Linked DNA regions of Mus musculus: region 2 is linked to region 1. The links are chromatin contacts, called in public promoter capture Hi-C maps. All regions are on one chromosome and are shown on one strand. Each heading gives the region's core, a stretch centred on a gene start, on an enhancer-like site or on the middle of the called end of the contact. The rest is flanking DNA. Distances are from core to core; before and after follow the strand shown. Region 1 overlaps Gm21992 (predicted gene 21992). Region 2 holds the start of Bbs1 (Bardet-Biedl syndrome 1 (human)).

Region 1 (3,624 bases), core at 172-2,671:
AGTTGAAAAAAAGATATGAACCAATTAGTATAGAGAAGACAAAAGTGGTATACTCAAGGGATGCTCATCATTCAAGGGATAGTTTCCATAAAACAGTTACTACTGTTTATTTTACGTGGAGTGTAAAGGCTGAAGTTCAGCAGTAGAAACTAGAGTGTATATGAGGTATATATTGGTATAGCAGAGAATTTTCTAAGTTTTTAAGAATGGTCAATGAGTAAGCAAAAAAATTGGCTAAGTACCACAAACTACACAGTCTAAGAACACTGATATCCTTTAAACACTGTCAAATGTCACAACACGGATCAAGCTATACAGAAAAACACTCACCAAGAGGGAGACTGTAAGAAAGCTAAGGGTAAACTCTCCAACATATATTCCTGGCTCCCACCAACTCCAGGAAATACATACTTGAGAAAAGAGATCAGTCTCTTGAACTGCAGGGTTGTGACTTAGGGAATGAATGAATGAATGGTCTAACAGTGAAAGGTGAATCTGCACTGATGAAAACCTAAAATGTGTATGAGGTCCGGGAGATGAGCCAGCTTCTCTTGAGTTTACCACTTTTACCTTCTCTACCCCACTGAGTCATCCTTTTTAACATGTTATGTTTTATCTGCATAGGTAGTAGATGTATGGAGAATACATCCCTAGCTCAGTTATGTCTCCTGCCCCCCACATTTGGTACAATATTAGGGACTAAGTCTAGTGTCTCAGTATGCTAGACAAGCACTCTTCTACTTCTTGAGACAGAATCCTCTGCCTGAAACTTGGTAAGTTGCCTAGAATGGCCTTGAACTGATTCCACATAGCTCAGGCAGCCCTTGACCTTCCAGACCCTCCTCTACCTTAGCCTCTTGAGTAAATTAAGAGGGCTCGTGTGTACAGCAAGTCTGGCTTAACTCTTATCTTTTCTTAGTCCTCCTTTCCAATAACCAGGAAGGTTCATTGAGGACAACTGTCTCTAAAGAGAAATCACAAGTATATTCTGGAAGCCTTGATACTAACAAGTTACTAGGTAAGGGTTTTTACAGCCCCACGATCCCAGGAAATACATACCTGAGAATGGAGATTGGTCTCTTAAACTGTGGGATTTTGACATAGGGAATAGTGTAATATTTGGGGGACTGGGGAGGGTGTCATTAAAAATTGGCAACAGTGAAAGGTGAATCTGCAATGATAAAAACTTAACATGTATATGAGGTCAGGGAGATGAACCAGCAGGCAAAATGCCTATGACACAAGCCTCATGATCCGAGTTCAATCTTCAGAATACACAAGGCAGGACAACCTTCACACTTGCACCATTTATCTATCTCCCCACTCCTCTTTTCTCTCCGTCACATATGTAAATAGATGTAGGATGTTTAAAAACCAAGTGCATGAGTCATCAACAATCTTGGTTCTGAACAAACAACACCTGAACATGCCATCACACCCACCCAGTATCAACAAACACTGTCTGAAACACTTCAGTGCCGAGTCCATACTGTGTCTTATGAATTACAGTGCTTTTATGCCTTCATAGAAACAGTGGTTGAATATAGAAAAATGGACTTTTAATACTTTCCTATCATTACTGTAGCACACTGGTGTATCACTGGCCTGTATTGTGTTAGCATGTTTCCTTCTACAAATGGTTGTTTTAAGTTGCTGACTTCATTTATAGTTTTTAAAACAAATTAAATGAATTATGGTTTAGGATTAGTATACATTTTTTCAACAATTTCTCTAATAGCCCTAGTTTGTGCCACTTTGTTTTCTGTATTTATACAAAATAGTTAATATACTCAGCACTGACAGTTACAAAATCAAATTAGCAAGCAACTCTGAAAAGTGATTAATGCTGTTGATTAACATTTAAACTTTTATGTTAAATAAGTTATGTTAAATAAGCACAGACGAGGGAGATGGCTCTGGATAAAAACATTTCTATAATTTCAGCATTCCTACAGCAGAATAGAGGTGAACAAGAAATTGACTTGAGGGAACTTCAGAGCAAGCTAGTGCCATGTGCACCCACATTCAGACACATGGGCAGACAGCCGTGCATACAAGCTACGGACTACAAAAGAAGCACATCGATCTCGACGGCATTCACGTTTGCTCATCTACAGTAAACAGACTTTTAGTTAGCTTTGCATATCCACATGGTAAGAAATGTGTCACCAAAAACAAGGGAAATGTTTAAGTATCTCTGATCTACATGAATTTACTTTTCTGTCTTTGTGTATGTGTGAAATAATTTCAAAGATACAAGGGGGGTGGGGACACACCAAACCATAGACAGTTTCACTGCTTAAAAACTTAACTTTCTTTTCATCTTCAAAATGGGTTAGGCCTGGTTGTGCAGCTCTGTAATCCAAGATACTCCAAGAGCCTTAGGAGGACTTTAAGTTCATGTCCAGGATAGGTAATTTAACTTCAAAGGCTACATAAGCATGTGTAATGAATGACCTATGCTTAATCTCCAGTACTGGAAAAAAGAAAACTCAGACCTACTGATCAAAAAAAAAAAAAATCCCTTATCAGGACTACCTACGATTACCTAAGGGACGGACAGATCCAAATGCAAAGAGGAAAGGAATCTCACCTGTTTAAAATGTGCCTGAAACAGAGTAGTTACCTAGAACTCTCACCCCAGAGAGTCTATTTGCTGCTCATTCTAAATTTTTGCTAAATTTCTTTAAAAAACAAAAACAAACTAGACCTCCGTTACTATAAAAACATGGACACATTCATTGCTTAAGTTCCCCTCATCCTCTGACCACTATCATGCACTATAATACAATACACCCTTACCCACAATTCTATTTACTTACTATGTTCACTGTCCTTAATATAAAACTTATTTGGATGATGGCACTTCCATTAGTCTAGGTGGTGAAGACAACATGTAAGACAAACAGAACATGAAATAATACAGTCTTTTAAAATAAAAAACGACACAGCTTAGTACAAAACTAACTTTGGATTGGTAGAAATAGAAGCTGGATGAAAATAAGTTTTAAGAGAAAACTCAAGCAAGGGACTTAAGTTAGTAAATGCACTTGCCATTAATCCTGACAACTTTAGTTCCATCCCCAGGACCCATATGGGATAACCAACTCTTACTAGCTGTCTTCTGACCTCCACATGCATGCCACAGCCACACATACACACATTGTAAAAAAAATTTTTTTTAATTAAAGCAAATAGTAGAAAGCAAACAATTGAAAAGGTTTTGCTTCAGACAAGTGAAAGTAACGAAGTTAACTGGTAAGGAAAACATGACCAAACTTTCTCTACATGAAAATAACACTACGTACTACTGATACATTGATCCAGTCAAAAAAGGAAATCATTTCACAGGATATAAGCCACAGGAAAGAGGAAGTGGCCCTAAAATGTATGTGAGTGGACTGGCCTTATTAAGACTAGCTAATTTAGAGGGAACATGATATGGATTCAAATGCCTGAAAGCGGGTATATGTGGTGAGAGTAGTGGGTAGCTGTAATCCCAGCATTTGGGAAGCAGAGACAGGAGATAAACCATTTGAAGGCTACTAATACCAAAGAGCAAGAATTAAAACCAAAATGGGATGGAGATGGCTTGTCAGTTAAGAGTTCTGGCTGCTTTTCCAG
Region 2 (3,661 bases), core at 12-2,511, 130 kb after region 1:
ATCATATGTCAGCAGGGCAGTGGTGAGGCATGCCTTTAATCCCAGCACTTGGGAAGCAGAGGTAGGCAGATTTCTGAGTTTGAGGCCAGCCTGGTCTACAGAGTGAGTTCCAGGATAGCCAGGGCTACACAGAGAAACCCTGTCTTGAAAAACAAACAAACAAAGACAAAAAAAAGAGAGAGAGAGAGAGAAAATCGTATGTCTTGGTACTATAAATCCACAACATCTTGCTGTTTAACCTCTGCAGATCATGTTATAAAATTAATGTTCACTTTCCAAATTACTAAGAAATTCTGGGGTTAGAGAGATGGCTCAGCAGTGAAGATCACTGGCTGTCCTTCCAGAGGATCCTGGTTCAAACTCCAGCACCTACACGGCAGCTCTCAACTGTCTGTAAATCCTGTTGCAAGGGATCTGAAACCTTACACAAGCACACACACAAGCAAAGCACCAACGCACACAAAATAAAAATACATCGTTAAAAGAAAGAAGTTGCAACGAAGTGTGCCTTTTTAGTACTGATGAGTTCCAGAGTATGTTGAGCCTCTTTGCAAATCTCACTTCTGAGTGTCACACACACACACACACACACACACCACTCAACTTTCTGATTGCCTACCTTGTACTCCCCATCGCCATGCAAATCTGCCAGTGCTAGAAAACACAAAAGGGTCGAAAAGGAGTCTCAGAATCTCAAAGATTTCTCCATGAAACCGTTCCCTGTTCCTCCCATCCTCCTAGAATCTGGGTGTCCCTAGATATGTCTAGAGACTCACACAGGCAGGAGGAGAAGGTGTGGATGTTGGCCATGGGGTCGTAGTGTGCGTCCAGCCATTTAGAATTGGCTTCGTTGCTGAGAGGGAAAAAAGATAGTTGGAAAGTGAGCCCCATGACGAAATAAATAAATAAATAAATAAATAAATAAATAAATAAAATCTCTAAGCGAGATGACGCCTGAAACAGAGCACGAACATCGAAAGGATAATACCAAGTCTAGATCTGAGCTCAATTGGCGCCCGGAGTGACCAGCCAATCACATACAGATACTTCTTGGCCATCAGCTTTCTTCTGATTTCTAAAGGGCCCTCCCAGAACTTCCACCGCTGCTCGAAAGCAAGAGCCCAGAACCCGCTACCAAGCACCATCTATTCATCTGAGGGAAAGGAAGCGGTGAGGATCCGGGACTTAACCTCTCAGCTCGCCCGCTGTCAGAATCCGATGAAGACGCCGCAGCCATTTTCCCAGGCGTCGCCTTGGCAACCAGCTCAGCCATCGCGCAACACCCAATAGAATCCGGGCATCCGAAAGCACAGGAACAAAGGTTCCGGGGTAAAATTGTCCCGGCTGGGACCAAATAAGCACTGGTTTCCTTGTCCTATGCAATGTTGACTTATGGTTTCTGCATTAAAGACAGGGGCCTGGGCTTTGAGGCCTGGGGAGGAGCGCTTTTTAGGGATTAAGACTAGACTGAGAAACAAATTAATGGGTGAGGATCTCATGTTAGTGTGTTACGGTTCTTTGGCTCCGGAAACATTTGAAAGTACAAGAGTGCTTGCTGCTCTTGCAGAGGACCCTGGACTGCTCAGCACCCACATGGCAGCTCACAATTCTGTAACCGTAGTTCCAGGGCATCTGATGGGGTCTTCTGGTCTCTGCTACCACCACCACACCCATGAAGAAAATGCACACGAACACACAAATCTTAAGAAATATGTCACAAAGAAGAGCTCCGGAACACGTTGTGAGTTTGTGCATTCCTTTGGAAATGATATTCAAAATCTTATTGTGGATTGGAAGCCTAAAGTGATGTAGTGTGCCCTCCCCTGGCTTTGAACTGGAAGAGAAAGAAACATACACTGCAGAGATGGTGGTCGTCATATTTATTTTTCTGGCTATAAAAGTAATACACGAAGAGCGCTGGATTTGGTGAGAATGCTTTGAGCCCTGGCTCTGTCACATGCCACCTGCCGGGTCTAGAACAGTCACTTCTCAGAATTGCCACCTTCCCATGTGGAAAACCGGACTAGGCACCCTGTTGAGCTCCGGCCATAGATGGCAGTGCAGATCCAGAAACTGAGGACATACGGTAAACTGCAAAGTGCTGACAAATGGAAGGGGTTCGCATCACCACCCTCAGCTGAGGTAGCACCAAAGTCCAAGCTCCTGCCCCTCCCTCCCCTGACTCCTAATCACACACAACTCAGAGCTACTGACAGCCCTGGTTTGACAAAGAGGGGAGAGACCACACAGATCTTCTCAAGCCTGGCCAGGTGGGGCCTCCTGGGCCTGGTTCCTCCAGAATCGGGCATCTGCTGCAGCCAGCTGGATAAGAACCTCCTCCAACTCGGGCCCATCCTCGGGAAACCGCTCACAGAAGGAGCGGATGAGACCAGCGGCTGAGGCCTCATACTCCACAAGTTGTACTTCTGAGCCTGGGGGATGGAGAGAAAACAGCAGCACAGAAAGATGTAGTTAGGGGCGGCGAGTTCTGAGCGAGCTCCGGCACAAACTGTCAATGTTCAGGATAGTTATCTAATTACCTACATCAGAATAACCCTGCCAGGAAGGCAGAATTACATGGGGGGAGACTTAGACTTAAATGAATTGCCACTTGACCTCATCCTTCCCTCAAGTCAAGATTTAAATCATGTCTGGCATGGTAGCACACACCATAATCCCAGCACTCAAGGAACTGGGGGAAAAGGATTATTAATTTTAAGGCTAGCCTAGGAAATCCTGGTCTCAACAAAGCCAACATAACCCCAACAATCACTAATAAAAATGACTGATAAAAGCACTCTGTCAGGGCTGGAGTGATAGCTCAGGGGGTTAGAGTACGAGTGGCTCTTGTTGAGGACTCTGGCTGCTCTTAGCCTGGCCTCCCGCACCCACACTGTGGCTCACAATCATCTGTAATTCCAGCCCCAGGGGATCCAATGCCCTCTTGTGGCTTCCAAGGGCACTGCATGCACATGGTACATACATACATGCAGGTAAAACACACATCAAATAAATAAATCCGAAATCAAATTTCAAGTGCTATGTTAGATCAAACAAGATAGTCAAGTTAGATCAAACTGCTTCATATGTCTAGATCGTGGGCAAGTTTCCCAGTTGCTCTCAGCCTCAGTGCCTTGTGGGTAAAGTGGGGCATGAGCACAGAACCTCTCCTCTTGTGCGACGGGGACTGCGTGGGACAGAGCGTCAGTGGGGTGCTCAGTAGCCGCTCTGCACATCTGTGCATCTGACCTGTTAAATGAGCCTGTCTCGAGGCCCCTGGATCACCCCTCAGCTGCTCAACCTTTGCACTCTGTGAAGCCTGTGGCACTGAGGGGTACACAGTGGCTAACATGGCCTAAATTAAGTCCTGGCTCTGTGAAGACCACTTGTGTGTATTTTAGTTCCCAGATGAAACTGATGAGGGGTATTGTAACCAGTCTTCACCAGGCCTGGGGACTTCATTCTTGAAAAGTTCCTTTCTTTTCTTTTCTCTTCTTTTCTTTCCCTTTTTCCTTTCCTTTCCTTTTCTTTTTCCCCCCAGTACTGGGGATAGAACCTGCACCTTATTTGGCAGTGCAAAGCAGGCTACCAGTGAGCCACAGCCCGGCCTATTGTGAGAACACTTCACCCAGTACCCTAGGGCCTGCAAGCCCTCTGCCAC

What was found. Promoter capture Hi-C pulls out the DNA fragments that hold promoters and counts their contacts.
Region 2: a promoter capture Hi-C map of the C10 cell line shows a contact between it and region 1. The contact joins the promoter of Bbs1 here to the enhancer-like site in region 1. A contact is called at or near these places in 12 of 39 promoter capture datasets (the C10 cell line, cranial neural crest, embryonic stem cells and 6 more), 13 of 484 Hi-C or Micro-C datasets (the HPC-7 cell line, Th2 cells, bone marrow-derived macrophages and 10 more), 9 of 115 datasets of contacts at active chromatin or transcription factors (bone marrow-derived macrophages, embryonic basal ganglia, embryonic hindbrain and 3 more) and 3 of 9 other capture datasets (adipose tissue, liver and pancreatic islet).

The regions. Positions count from the first base shown.
Region 1 is chr19:4,771,565-4,775,188 of GRCm38.p6, forward strand. The region is part of intron 2 of Gm21992 (predicted gene 21992); the gene reads right to left. Among named protein-coding and RNA genes, the nearest start is that of Rbm4b, 17 kb to the left of the region's middle. Within about 2 kb of position 1,422, at least 7 of the 459 cell types and tissues checked have an H3K27ac peak or open chromatin away from gene starts, as enhancers often do.
Region 2 is chr19:4,905,366-4,909,026 of GRCm38.p6, forward strand. Bbs1 (Bardet-Biedl syndrome 1 (human)) reads right to left here and starts at 1,262. Exons shown (of 17, transcript NM_001033128.3): 1 at 1,191-1,262; 2 at 777-853; 3 at 620-654. The coding sequence starts at 1,237. Dpp3 (dipeptidylpeptidase 3) reads right to left here. Exons shown (of 18, transcript NM_133803.2): 18 at 1,864-2,432. The coding sequence ends at 2,257.